Regions from separate parts of the Mus musculus genome. Here regions 2, 3, 4 and 5 are each linked to region 1. Evidence: chromatin contacts called from public Hi-C and HiChIP or PLAC-seq data. All regions are on one chromosome and are shown on one strand. The core of a region is the stretch at or near the end of the contact, and the rest is flanking DNA. Distances in the headings are between cores, read along the strand shown. Region 1 overlaps Ebf1 (early B cell factor 1). Region 2 has its middle 97 kb from the start of Gm12159. Region 3 overlaps Ebf1 (early B cell factor 1). Region 4 overlaps Ebf1 (early B cell factor 1). Region 5 has its middle 24 kb from the start of Gm12159.

Evidence for each region. HiChIP or PLAC-seq counts read pairs in DNA pulled down with a chosen protein or histone mark. A called contact is a pair of places that touch in the nucleus more often than the background predicts.
Region 2: a RAD21 HiChIP or PLAC-seq map of pro-B cells shows a contact between it and region 1, with 6 times the contacts expected there. The contact joins two enhancer-like sites. A contact is called at or near these places in 2 of 15 datasets of contacts at CTCF or cohesin (large pre-B cells and pro-B cells), 4 of 484 Hi-C or Micro-C datasets (the 3T3-L1 cell line, brown adipocytes, liver and 1 more) and 1 of 115 datasets of contacts at active chromatin or transcription factors (large pre-B cells).
Region 3: a Hi-C map of tail fibroblasts shows a contact between it and region 1, with 3 times the contacts expected there. The contact joins two enhancer-like sites. A contact is called at or near these places in 1 of 15 datasets of contacts at CTCF or cohesin (pro-B cells), 8 of 484 Hi-C or Micro-C datasets (adipose-derived mesenchymal stem cells, cerebellum, embryonic fibroblasts and 3 more), 2 of 115 datasets of contacts at active chromatin or transcription factors (the NIH/3T3 cell line and fibro-adipogenic progenitors) and 1 of 9 other capture datasets (embryonic tail).
Region 4: a contact with region 1 is called in a Hi-C map of the C2C12 cell line, with 3 times the contacts expected there. The contact joins two enhancer-like sites. A contact is called at or near these places in 1 of 15 datasets of contacts at CTCF or cohesin (pro-B cells), 10 of 484 Hi-C or Micro-C datasets (the 63-12 cell line, the C2C12 cell line, the CH12 cell line and 6 more) and 1 of 115 datasets of contacts at active chromatin or transcription factors (fibro-adipogenic progenitors).
Region 5: a RAD21 HiChIP or PLAC-seq map of pro-B cells shows a contact between it and region 1, with 4 times the contacts expected there. The contact joins two enhancer-like sites. A contact is called at or near these places in 1 of 39 promoter capture datasets (the C10 cell line), 2 of 15 datasets of contacts at CTCF or cohesin (large pre-B cells and pro-B cells) and 3 of 484 Hi-C or Micro-C datasets (embryonic stem cells and uterus).

Annotation. Positions count from the first base shown.
Region 1 is chr11:45,006,936-45,009,613 of GRCm38.p6, forward strand. Ebf1 (early B cell factor 1) reads left to right here. Exons shown (of 16, transcript NM_007897.3): 16 at 1-1,161. Among named protein-coding and RNA genes, the nearest start is that of Gm51859, 80 kb to the right of the region's middle. Within about 2 kb of position 1,361, at least 28 of the 459 cell types and tissues checked have an H3K27ac peak or open chromatin away from gene starts, as enhancers often do. A contact at or near this core is called in the C2C12 cell line, pro-B cells and tail fibroblasts, where this site is marked.
Region 2 is chr11:45,212,966-45,215,643 of GRCm38.p6, forward strand. No RefSeq gene overlaps it. Among named protein-coding and RNA genes, the nearest start is that of Gm12159, 97 kb to the left of the region's middle. Within about 2 kb of position 1,361, at least 19 of the 459 cell types and tissues checked have an H3K27ac peak or open chromatin away from gene starts, as enhancers often do. A contact at or near this core is called in pro-B cells, where this site is marked.
Region 3 is chr11:44,811,148-44,813,825 of GRCm38.p6, forward strand. All of the region lies in intron 6 of Ebf1 (early B cell factor 1), which reads left to right. Among named protein-coding and RNA genes, the nearest start is that of Ebf1, 190 kb to the left of the region's middle. Within about 2 kb of position 1,369, at least 44 of the 459 cell types and tissues checked have an H3K27ac peak or open chromatin away from gene starts, as enhancers often do. A contact at or near this core is called in tail fibroblasts, where this site is marked.
Region 4 is chr11:44,853,343-44,856,020 of GRCm38.p6, forward strand. All of the region lies in intron 6 of Ebf1 (early B cell factor 1), which reads left to right. Among named protein-coding and RNA genes, the nearest start is that of Gm51859, 230 kb to the right of the region's middle. Within about 2 kb of position 1,384, at least 28 of the 459 cell types and tissues checked have an H3K27ac peak or open chromatin away from gene starts, as enhancers often do. A contact at or near this core is called in the C2C12 cell line, where this site is marked.
Region 5 is chr11:45,139,308-45,141,985 of GRCm38.p6, forward strand. No RefSeq gene overlaps it. Among named protein-coding and RNA genes, the nearest start is that of Gm12159, 24 kb to the left of the region's middle. Within about 2 kb of position 1,379, at least 5 of the 459 cell types and tissues checked have an H3K27ac peak or open chromatin away from gene starts, as enhancers often do. A contact at or near this core is called in pro-B cells, where this site is marked.

The DNA of each region.
Region 1 (2,678 bases), core at 111-2,610:
ATGCAAATCATATCCATTTCACCTGTACATTGTACTGTGCACCCCCCCCAACTGTCAGCCATCACTAACATTCTAAGAAAAAAAAAAAAGAAAAAGAAGAAAAAAAAAGAGAGAAATCGAAAAGCACAAAAGAACTGTTTTGTTACTTTAAGACAATGTTACTTTTTCTAGTAGAGCAAGAGAACATTAACAAAGCTGCGACTGTGCATGCCCGGATGGATTTCAACGGTTTTCACTAGACTGTCAGAGTGCGGATTTTTATGGGTTGGGGAGGGGAGGGGAGGGAAGTTGGGGGGGTTGGTAGGGGAGGGGAGGGAGGAAAGCTGATTTTTCATGGTGAGAAATAATAATAATGACAACTGATGATAATAATAATAATAATAAAAATAAAAAGAAACTGGAAAAAAATATAAGCAAGGTTTAGCATTGCTTCTCCGTACTCAGAAAGGTTGTCTGAATTCGTGTGGTAAGCGCTGGCCTCAAGATGTCTAACGTCTAAAGCCATATTTTGTCTGGTGAGCCAGACAACTGTCTGCAAAGGAACGAGCAGCAAGCCGGTGAGGTGTCCGGCTCAGACCCTGACAAAAGACGCCACCAATCTGTTAGCCACGTGCTGTGACGTGATGAGAACTTTACTGGAAAGCCCAAAGAGCCTTTAAAAAGAAAATGTGTATCAATTGTGTTTTGTTACTTCTGTTTGATTAGCCGATGGAGAAGTAGTTTGGTTTTAGGAACCACTTTCTTCTACACAAAATCTTGTTTTTAAGTCCCTTTAAGATATAGCCCCCTAAATACAGAATATGGCTTTTAAAAAGAAGATGGAGTAGAGAATTCAATTCAGATTTCCGTTTTGGGGGAAGAGCCCTGCCTCTGGATGACTGGATATGTCCACGCCATGCCCGGCCTCACAATGTAGGATGCAGCTCCATGAACTCATTCTGCAAATCTTTCACCTTCTTTTCAAACGTTTTCAATAGACACACACTGTACAATCCAATTGTTAGAGCACTCAACTACTGTAGAGATTGTTATATTTCATTCTTTTTTATTTCTTTCTTTCTTTTCTTTTCTTCTCCTTTTTTTTTTTCAAAAATTCAAACTGTAAAAAACTTTTCAACGTTCACGATATTTAATTAAAGTTACTTCCTGTCTGTGATAGCAGCTCCTAGTGGCGTGTTCATTTCTCTATGGCAGAAGAGAAGAGCAACACTCAATGGACTGCAAAAGGCCCGGGTTTGCTATTATTCGGGCCAGTGTTAACACCCAGAGAGAATTAGCCTAGGCCTGGGGCACCCACTTCCTTTCTTTGTAGGTCCCACCGGGATCTGCTAATTTGGAATGCAAATTGAACACGCACAGCGTACTGCTGCCCTCTGCTGGCATGAGCCAGGTGTGCACGTGCTGGCCCACATTGGTGGCAAGAGCCCCCAGTCCTATTGTCAGTGAACAGTGAGATTCCCCCCATGATAGGGGCTGAATTGGGAATCCAGGAACTGGTCATTCTAGAACACCATCCTCTGCCCTGGAAGGCTGAGCTAAACTCTTCCTATGCAACTGCTAATTAATCCCAGTGTGCCTCCTGGTCAATTAATTATGTGCCCTGGCTTGCTGATGAGACGTGTGACTAGAGAACATATATATATATATATATATATATATATATATATATATATATATATATATATATGTATATATATATATGTATATATATATATATATAAACTTTGTGTGGATAATAGTTTTTTTTTTCTTTTTCCTGGTTGACAAAACCACATCTGTCTGGAATTGAAAGTTACAGGCACTCAGTCGTTGTGCAAACTTCATAGGTCCACAGAAGATATACACACATCTGGGACCGGGTCATTTAAGGATACATCTTTCCATTGTACGTTCCATGTCTTCACTAATTTTGCAATGACTGGACACGATGAGGTTAATGGCGCTTACAAAATGCCTCGACCAACAGAAACTCCATGGCCAGACCTAAGAGGGTGTCCCATAACCACCAGCACATTCATTTGTGGGAGGCACTGCTATGGCACTACCCTGAAATACAGCCCAAGGTAAGGTCATGAAAGGCCACCCCATGTAAGCCAGAACATACAGAAGCTGCTGTCCTGTCTCCATGGAGACTCCTACCTGATCAGCTTGGCCATCCCCTATTTTTTCAATTCTGTATCAGTTGCAGAGGAGAAACACTGAGCAAAAGGTTCAGGATGACTTCAGGATGCATGTGGTGCCAGACAAGACAACCCGCTTCCACGTCATCCATGTCTATGATGCTTAAACTGCAAGAGGCAGACATATGCCAGAGCTCCACAGAATAAAAACAGATAACCACACTCTGAATTGGCTTAGAACTCCGTAAGGCCTACCTCTTGACAGCATTCATTCATTCATTCATTCATTCACTCATTCATTCATTTGTTCCCTTAAACCTCAAGCATTTGGCATGCCTATGACCCTTGATGAGGAGTAGTGGACCCATTCGTAAGAACACTGGCATTGTTCCCACTCTTGGCGCTTACAATAGAAAAATTGACATAAACCCACAACACACATAACATCTAACGAGGGTATTGAGGTCCGAGTCAAGAATGCTTTGAAGGTATAACATCGTGAGGTCTGACATAATCTAAGGACTTTCTGGAAAAGTCTTCTAGAGAAAGTAGTAGTTG
Region 2 (2,678 bases), core at 111-2,610, 210 kb after region 1:
CACGGTGGGTCATGGCTGCAATCATAGTCATCAAATAGTTGAAATGAGTCCCATGAGTCCCGTAGCTTCAGAAGAACCTTAACAGAGACCAAAATCTCTAGCTTTTATTCTGTAGATCATAATCATATCACAAGTATAGACTTAGAAAGTTCAGAAAACCTATTTGTCAGTGCTTCAGGGAAAGTTTAAGTCATAGTCAGGTTTAAACTTCCGAGCCCTTGGCTGAACACTGCTTTCAAGCTATGTATGCTATGTATCTATGTACACTATGAGTACATCAAATATACACAAACAACCTAGTGATACCTGAGACCTTGGTATTATGCAAAGAGTAATACACATGATGTAAATTTCCTATATCATTGATCACCACTTTGCATGTGGAAAACTTCACTAATTACAGATGTATATATGTGGCCACATTTTCTCTAGATGCTGAGACCTCAGAAATGTAAGCTCAACAAAAACTGCCAAGTGAGTGTTGCTTTTCCTCATCAAATGTCACAATGGAGGTGGAGCCCATCAAAAGTGAAGTCACCAAGAATGCTGATTGGAGAGGCAGGAGCAGCGGCTCAGTGGTAAAGAGGACTTACTGCTCTTTCAGGGGCTCCAGCTCCAGGACCTGCTGCTCTCTTCTGGCTTCCATGGGTACCCACAGGCACTTACCAGATGTCCTCACATGCTTGCTGTCCACCCATGTAAACATACAAGCATACAAGGAGGGAAATGCTGGTTTGAAATGGTGAAGGAAGAATCTTAAGGAATTGATTTTAACGGATCTTCTTTTTAAAAAAAAAAAAATAGGTTGATTCGTTTCTGATTTCTGTCCCTGTGAAAACTCGCTTTTTCTTTGGAAGAGAAATTTTATCACAGTAACTGAGGAATGCCTCTTTTTAAAGCAAAAGAATGTCATCACAATGGAACATCTGGTGTTAGGACAGAATATCCCCTGCCTCCAGATCCACATTGTCTACCATGCTGGATCCTCCCTGTATTAAAGCAGATGTTGAGAACATGCCCTTATGCTGGAAATATTTTCCAGGATGGCAGGTGTACATGGACAGGTAAATGAATCTCACAATACCACAGACATCCGGAATATGAAGATTTTGGTTAACCGAGGAAAAGAATTGTTGTCCTGTGTGATTTTGGGAACCTGAAGATCATATCTGCCTTATTCCTCCACTCTTCTTCCATGAAATGATCCCATAGGCTCCTGTGTTTGAACACTTGGACTTCATGGTGGTGCTGTTTGAGGAGGCTGTGAAACTCCAGGAAGTAGAACCTCATAAGAGGAAATAGTTCCCCAGGGGCAAGCCCTTGAGTCTTCCTAGCTAGAGCCCACTTCCTGTTTACTCTCTGCTTCCTGAGTGTGAGTGAAGCTGACTAGCTCTCTTTGGCCTGTGATGCTGTCCCCGGCTCTCTACCCCAGACTTGCAAGCCAAATAAATCTTACCCTACCTTAATTGCTTTCTCTTGTATTTTGATGTAACAACTAGCAAGCCACCCTTCTATCACAGCAATAGGGTGATCTTTAAAGGAAATCCCAGCTTTGGGAAGATTCTCTCTCTGTGTCAAAGTGCCCCTCAGCTCCTCTACCCTGCAACTGCAGGAGTACCCCATGCCATATGTGTACATTGAAAGGGTGTTAACAACTAATTTCCCAAAGAAGAGTAAGGTCATCTTGTTAGGGACACTTGGCGAGCATTTGAGTACTGATTCTATGTTACACATCAATTTAGGATTTGGAAACATAATGAGTCATTTCCAGAAATCTCTGTACCTAGGAATTAGAGAGAACACATGTCAAACAGGAAACATTAACATTAAACAGGCATTAACTGTACTTCTGAGCCATGCTGCAGGTTTTCTCTGGGTCCTTTGGTATCATTGGGCACATATAAAGCCTCAGCAAAGACATAAAGAGTATTGCATTCATCTCTAGCAGCTGGAGTCTGGCCCAGTCAATGTATTTATTATATCTGTTGTCTCCACGTGAGCCCCAGGTACTTCAACAGCTATACTAAGCCTGGCTTCCTGTTCCCAGGTGTGTACCATTCCATCACTGTCTAAACTTGATGCCAGTGCAGGTCTCCACAGTTAGTGGAAAAGAAAGAATAAGATGCATTATAGAGAGGGGCAGGACAAGCTGCAGGGTCAGAAGAGAGGGGTGGTTCAAGCAACTGAGGCAGAATTGTGTACCAGCTTCTGAGCTGTTGGCTGTTAAAAAGCTTCTGTGACCTTTAAGAAACATCACCCAAATTCTCATCTTTGGAGACATGCAATGCTGGGACTTGCTTCTGGAGATGTCTGGGAAGGTCAAGGCTCTCGGAGAGTACTGGCTCTTGCCTTGCTGCTCATACCTTGCACAGCAGCCCTCAAAGAGCAGCCTCAGTGTGTCTTCCTGAAACACCGGAACTGCTGGGAGGTGCCCAACTTCATTTTTTCCGTTTTCTGTGGCTTCTGAGCGCAGATCTCCATGTGTGCCGAGCCAATGAATAGTAAATATCAAGCCCTTGACTTTCTCAGACCTGTGGGACCCGTGTAAGGGGAAAAAGAAAAGGGCTCTCAAGAGTCTCACACTCCTTTCTTTAAGCTGCCATCTCCTCTGTTTGGAGTCCTCTTGCCTGGTGTACAGAGAAGTAATAAAACATGGCAGAGAACAGCACAAGGTTCAA
Region 3 (2,678 bases), core at 119-2,618, 200 kb before region 1:
GAATGGGGTCTGAGGGAAGCCATAAGAGCAGTGAATTGAGGTGACCTGCCAGGGTGTGCCCTGTATAAAGGGGAAGTGGCCATAGAGTTTCAGCCAATAGTTGCCACACTGGAATGTGGACCTCATAACGCTAGACATCTCATTTCCAAGAAGTTTATGAAATTTTTTTGGTAAAATCCCAAGTTTAAAATGCTGGCCGTAAACACCCCCCCCCCTACTGCCTCCGTGCCCCCCCCCCCCGGAGCTCAATTATCCAGTTCCCAAATAAAACAAAGGCCATAGGCTCCAGAAGTTTGTGTTTGAAGTGGAGAAAACAAACAAATCTGCTATAGTTTGACATTCAGTCCTGTGGCAGAAAGGGCAGGTAACTAGCTCATGATCGCAAGGCCCTACTGTGTATGTGGCTAGCTCTGCTCTATCCTAAGGCTCTGAGCAATTTTCTTCTTTCTCAAACAGTTGCTATGAGCAAGGGACTCTTCCCTCCTCACTTTACACACATGGAAACTGAGGTTACTATTCCAAAAGGTAAAGGTGGGATCAGAAGCCAGATTCTTAGTTCTCTCGACTCAGGGGCTCATCCTCCACGCCCCCAACCAGACACATCTTGATTTGATGGGATGACACATCGGAGGCAGGAAGTACAGGCAAGTCACTGTCAGAGAGACGAGTTTTGGTGACGTACCCATCCCATTTCTGGGAAGAGCTTCCTCTCTCCCTCTCAGCAAACGGTCACAATACTTTGTAATCTATCTAGTTCTCGGGTCACGGGAGGGATTATTTCCAGGCATGTGCGGAAGAACATAGCGAAAATCTGAAGTGCTCTGTCAACACATGGAAGGAATATCACTCATAATTAGTCAGAGCACACTGCGAGGTGAGTCTCTGAAGCCGCTGCTTGTCTCCGAATCAAATACAATTAAATAACAATCCCTTCTTGACTCTTCAACTCAATCAAGTGTCTATTTGTAGAAGTGGCTTCAAACTGAACTCACTTTGGAAATTAATCAGCCACCACTAATGGCTGGAAAGTCAGAAGACCGCATTTATTTTAAGAGGAAAAAGAGCAAGTGGTAGAAAGAGATCCATCTCCAGGACAAAAGTTAACAGCCCAAACCCTGCCTGCTGTCTGCCAAGCCTGTGACTGCAGGGCAGCCTGTGAGAGCGCCCTGATGCCAGACCCCCTAATCAAGGGACTCCCCTTCTGAGAAGCCAGAAAGAAGGCCCAGAGTGGGCTGAGGGCATAGAACTGTTCATTGAAGACAGTGAGGGAGAGAAAGCCCTTCTGCCCCAGCCACTGTGGCCACTGGGGGAGGAAGAGGGAAACACAGAAGTCTTGAAGGAAGATGCCAAGGGCTTAGAGTGTCAGGGAAACTGTTCATTCACAGAGGCAGTGAGTAATCTTCTTATTCATAAATGAGTGAGCTGACTCAAGGAGTGGAGCCTGAGGAATCCAATGTGACTGGCTCCTTCTCACCCACAGACAGAGCCTTGCAGAGCGGTTCTCCTTCTTGCAGTCTCCACCTAAGGCCGATGATGGTTCGTCCTCCCAGCCTCCACACACTGATAACCCCACGTATTTTAATGGACATGGTCTCCCCTTGCTTTAGGATGATCACTCCCATGTACCCTGAATGCCCTTTGGAAGGGTTGGTCATGTAGCTTAGTGTTACAGGACCTGCCAAAGTGTGCAAGGCTCTGGGTTTGATCCCTAGGACTTAGAAAAACAAAAACAAGAGTACAGAAAAATAAGTGTAAGTCTCCAGGCTGGGGAGGTAGTTTAGTCAGGAAATTGCTCTGTGAACATTCAGGTGGGCCTGAATGGAGTCCCCAGAACCTACATAATAAAGCCGGGTGTGGTAAAACACACTTAGAATCCCATCACGGAGGAAGCAGAGACAGGCAGATATCTGTGGCTTACGGGTTAGCCATTCTAGCCTCCTTGGCAAGCTCCAGGCCAGTGGAGACCTTGTCTCAAAAAGCAGAGTAGGAGCTACAGAGGTTGCTCTATGATTAAGAGTACCTGCTGCTCTTCCACAGGAAACCTCTCTCTCTCTCTCTCTCTCTCTCTCTCTCTCTCTCTCTCTCTCTCTCTCTCTCTCTCATTTTTGGGATAGATAACCCTACCTAGAAGCCTGCCGCCTATTCTCTGTACCTAACTGGGTATTCTTGAGACAAACTAAAATCTACACACTCTGTGTCTTTAAAATGAGTGGCCTCACCCTATTGATTTAGTTGCACTATTGAAGTGGGTTAGAGTTCGGACAGAGAATCACACTCGTATTGCTTACTCTGTGATTTATATGTAATTATTTAGGAATGAAGTTTCCAATGTCTTGTGATCTGTCTTCTGGTTCTGTGACTAAGGCCTTCTTGTTAGCTTCCTAAGAATTTCCTGTCCTTTTCTACAGCAATAAAAGATTGCATAGAAAAGCACTCCTTCCTCCCAGTAGATGGGCGGCAGTTTGCACTTGAGCCAGCAGACACACATATATTTACCCATTTATTGTTGACTACCCACTGAGCGGCAGCTGGGGATGTAGCCACGAGCAAGACAGCCAATATTCCTGTTCTCATGGGCTTCTGTCCTAGTGGAGCAGGCAGGCGGTTAGCAAGTGAAATAAATAATCAAGCTCATTTTTCAGGCAGTGCAAAGTTTTAGTGGTGCTAACCGAATAACA
Region 4 (2,678 bases), core at 134-2,633, 150 kb before region 1:
GAAAGTAATTAGAGAGAGACAGAGAGCTAGAATATTAGTGCCTTTACTGAGTAAATGAGGATAAATTCTGTTAATTATGTGACTTTCCCTCGTACTAATGTGATAATAAAGTGCTCTCATTCTGGAGAAGCTTGTCACAATCCCAGCAAAGACATTGACCCTTCTACTAGTGGAGACCAAAAAACAACTTCTAAAGCACTCTACCAAAAGCAAGCGATCGGTGTTCAATGCCCAGTGCCCCCCTCGCTGCTATCAAAGGCTGATACTTGCCATGATCTTGAGACTGTTGGCGAGTGGACTGTCTTATTTGAAGCCCTGAAGCACTTAGGCCAGCTTTTCTGTTTAGTTTCAGAAGGAAGAACTGGGAATAATTCAAAGAGTATAAATAGTCCAAAGCCGGCTTCCAGCCCAATGATGAACAGCACCAAAAAGATTGTGTTTGGAATGTTGGTAAAAATGCTGGTCTTCCAAACTTCATTCAGACCAAAATTTATGACTGTGTATGTCATTTTAGGCACAGTAGGGAAATGGAACATGGTTGTATGTTTGTGACATTCTGATGATGGTGGAAACAGGGCAGAGATTGGGATATTCATTTGGGAGAGTCAGGGGGATGGCGAGACCTTTGATATTTGACCGTGAATTCCCTGTTATGTTGGGAAGGAACCCAAGAGCTAATTTAACAAGAGAGCATTCTGGCAGCAAATACAATAGAATAGAGAGGCTGCTGGTGTGAAGGGGGAAGGATAGTGTGACTAGTTTTGTGAGCTCTGAAGCAGAAAGAGAGGAAAAGAAGGTGCTGGGGTAGATTTTAGTTGACATCGTGGAGGAGAGGGATGATTGCTTTGGGGGCAGAAGACGGTTTTATTTGGTTCTGTTCCTTTAACTAGATAGATTTATGGAAAGTTCACTGCACAGTGTCTAAGGAATAAGAAAAATACCATATCGTTGTGTGGGTTGACTGCTGGACCTTCCCGTGGCAATGAGTATCTCCATTCACAAAGAGTCCTGCTCTAGTTCATAGGACCACAGACAACCCCCTGCATTCAAATTACATCTACCTCTGCCATGAACTCTCTGTGGGAAGGCAAGTTACTTAATATCTCAATGATTCAGCTGCTTTTTATCTGGAGAACTGGGGCAGAGGTGGAGAGTGGGTGAATGGTTGAGGGAGTGGGAAGCGGTTGTGAAGATTAAAATAAAGCGTGCACTAAGCATGCTACATCGCAAGTAGTAACCTCCAGTTGACATGAGCCATGACTCTTACAAAACAGTATTCATTTTCCAAAGCCTGACACTTAGGTAAGTATTCTACTAGTCTGCTTTGCAGCAGTCTTTTGAAGAGAAATAAAGTGACCATCGTGGAAAGGCAGTCTGTGCTCTGAGTCATCTTGGCAAAGAAAGAACTGTCATCACGCCAGAGTGCATGCAAACTTGATCCCATAGTTCAAGGCAACCTACACGAAATCGCATGTCTTCCCAGGCTGTTTGTACTTGGGAAGAGGTTGTCAACATGACTATCTTCATATGAGAAGAGTTCTCTTTACTAAAAATATTTGAAACACTTGAAGGGCTCAGGGAAATGGTTGTGGGTGGAGACTGCCTAGGAGGTGGGGCATAAACTATAGGCACTGTGATCTTATCATACCTGTTGGCATAATTTGAGGAAAAGAGAGCCAACAGCAGGGGCCATCCTGGAGAGAGGCAAGAAAACTCAAAAAGAGACACAGGCAGACCTATTGTAGCTTTCCATAGACCTAGTTTTTGTTTCTTTGTTTTTACAAGGCTGCTGAGAATCTGAACTCAGATCCTCATGTTTGCAGGGAGAACACTTTATTGACAAAACCATCTTCCCAGCCCTTCAGTAACAACTGAGAAATTAATTAATCTATCTGGCTATTGATTACTCTTAAAAAATATTTATTTCAGTAAGAACTTAGCATCACATCTCACTCTTAGTAAACATGACAGTGATGGGTACACAGAGAGAGGCCTCTCAAAGGAAGGGTGCAAGGTGTGTGGCTGGAGAGATGCTCTCTCCCCAGGGGAACTTGGGTCCTCCGAAGGAATAGTCCTAACCAACGAGCCATATCTTTGGCCCTAGTCCTTTTCATAATAATAATAATAATAATAATAATAATAACAATATATATATTTAATTTTGAAATTGATACAGAAAAGCCATACCACACAGCCTTATGATTTGCTTCTTGTGGTGTAGAGTGGGTGTTGTAGGACTCTTCTCACAGGGTTGGTCTAGCCCCAAACTTGTTTGGAACATTGAGCAATGTCATACTTTGTCAACAGACGTGCCAAGCTTCTCTTCTGTGGGGAAGCTTTGACAACACTACTTATGGAGTCAGATAGCTGGGGAGATTTGAGCTGTTCCTGTTGACAAGCCATTGCTCCTCAGTTCATACAATTTTGGGCAGTCCATGGGTCTCTGGGAAGCCTGGTTGATTCTTTGATGTTACCAGCTAAGGCTCCTTCTGACATGAGTTCCAAATAATCTATTTTAAAAGCCTCCGAGATTTTGAGAGTACACAGTGGTTCTGTTATGAGGAAGCAAAATGTATTTAGGTGTGTGTGTGTTAAGAATGTGGACAGTTGAGCATCCCTAATTTGAAGAATCAGAAATACCAAATGCTCCAAGAAGAAAAAGAATTTTGAGCACCAAC
Region 5 (2,678 bases), core at 129-2,628, 130 kb after region 1:
ATGAAGTGTATGTTCGACCTCCTTTGATATAAATTCCATCATCAGCTCACAAAGAAATTGTATTTATGCACAAGACAGTGTTCTCCAATGTGAGCCCTATAAATTACAAGAACAGGAAATCCAAATTTATAAGATGCCATTTCTGGATTTATTTTGAACGCTCGCTCCCCCATATTACCAAACAAATGCCACATTAGCAGAGCATGAAAGGCTTTTTACTGGCATTAAGCTACAGCCATGACATTCACAGCACAGGCCGGGCTAAGGCTTAAATGCAAGTTGGAAAGCAAAGACAAAGCATGGGAAGGAGCCAGGACAGGGGGTCCAAAGGCCCATTGTTCCCTGCAATGTAGATAAGATGTTGTGTTTGCTCGGGAAGAAGTGTCAATGTTCATTTCTCTTCCCACATCCTACACAGTGAAACAAAATTCAGTTATTTCCCCCAGCCCTCACTAATACCTTCAGTAGCTCACATACCAGGGCTGGAGAGATGAGTTGGTGATGGAGCAGGTAGGGGGGTGCAAAGTTGGGCAAATAAGGAAGGCAGGCTGGATCTTAGAAAAGTTATGATGAGGGGAGGTGAGTATAATCTAAACCCATGGTATGAAATTCTCAAAGAACCAGAGTTCAATTCCCAACAACTATGTCATGTGGCTCAGAACCAACCATAACTTCAGCTCAATGAAATCTGACTCTGTCTTCTGGCCTCTGTGGGCACTGCACTTATACAGACCCAATATAGTCATTCAGACATGTAGTCTCTGCCTCTGCCTCTGTCTCTGTCTCTGTCTCTGTCTCTGTCTCTCTCTCTCTCTCTCTCTCTCTCTGCCTCTCTCTGTCTCTGCCTCTCTGTCTCTGTTTGTCTCTGTCTGTCTCTGTCTGTCTCCTTTCTCTCTCTCTCTCTCTCTCTCTCTCTCTCTCTCTCTCTCTCTCTCTCTCTCTTCCTCTCCCCCCCCCACACAATTTTAAAATAAAATAATTCTGGTACCTGTTCATTGGTTTACCTATCAAAAATGTATTAACTGCTTAATGTGCTTCAACTATTCAACTGAGAACATAGAATCTACAAAGAAGGACCAAGTAGGGAAGGTCAGGATGTTTTCTGTGTCTAAGTTATAATAAAAACGATCCAAACATTGGCTAACTTTTATCAACTAATTGCCATTGTTAGACACCATTCTAGATTTTCATATATGTTACTATCATTTATTCTTCTCATAACCCAGCAGGGATAGATCCTGTTTGTTTAAGGTAACCATGAAAAAAGCAAAGTTACATGTAAATTCTCCTGGCTAACGAGGAGGGCAATTGATAAGTGCACCAATGGCTTCCAGACTAGTGTATTTACCACTGTGCTGGCAGAAGTGGGCACTCTGAATCAGTCATCCATCTTTCACTTCCCCTTTTAGATGTCTGCTGGCATTGGATAAGTTAGTTGACTACATGGTGCTCTCTTTTTCTCATCAATAACATGGGTATAATTCTGCTTCTGTTTTCTGCCACAGATATACAGATAGAGGGCAGAGATGCATGAACAGAGCCAATGTTTGGGATGTGCTTCTCTGTTTATTATGGTCACCACTTAACACATCTCATCCCTCTCATTTCAAACAAGAATGCATGGAGACATCACAGACTATCTCTCATGGGACCTTCATTGAAAAAATATAATTTCCAACTAGCAGAGATACCCAGGATGTCTTAGGTCTTATGTGTTGAAAGTTGGCCACTAAATATCTACTGGCTTTCTACAATCGAGTTGTGTGTGTGTGGGGGGGGGGCGGCGGGGTGGGGGGAGTCACTTCTATAACTTGGTAATTCAAGCCAAGATGGAGCCTAGGAGATCTGAATGCAATGAAGCTCAGGGCGTAAAATTTCACTGTGCACTTAATCTAGATGCATACAGCTTAGCTCTCCACCATATCACCACATTCTCAGTCTCTTGTGTCTCCAGGAAAGATGTGAGGAAGGCTTCAGACACCCTCACAGTCTTGAGGGTTCTGTCTTGGAAACAAATCGATCCTTGAGTCCTGAGGACTGGATGCCAAACATCAAAATGTGTATAAAGTATAAAAGCACTGAGCAGTGCACTCTCCCCAAAGTGTGGGCACTGACTGCCTTTTCAGTCCCTAACTCTTGACATCCTCTGCTATTTTTGTTTGTTTGTTTTGTTTTTGTTTTTCTGTTTTGGGGTTTTTGTTTTGTTTTTCTGAGGTTTTTATCTTTCATCTTGGGCAATGTTCCTGGTGGCAAGTAATAGAGCCTGAACTGAGCTGTCTGGTACAGAAAAGGGATTTAGCAAAAGGCATGGGGTGAAACACCATCGAGAAACAAGCTTGGAGGACATTAGCCTGAAAGAAGACTTACACCTTGCTCCATCCACCACAGGATTAAACAATCAGATAATCGTGTTGGAGCTGGGATGTTGGTGCTAAAGGTAATCTCTCTTGACCATACCATCTTAGAGGCCTTTGTTCTTGTTACCTGGAAATGGTAAGATACAGTGTCCATTATCATTGCCAAAGTGCTTTCCCCTGTCTCTTTTGTTCAACTTCTGAACACAAAGATAGCAGTAAATGTCCATGGTTGTACAGTCTGTGGAGGTCCTGAGTTCAATTTCCAGCAACCAAATGGTGATTCACAAACATCTGTAATGAGATCTGATGTCCTCTTCTGGT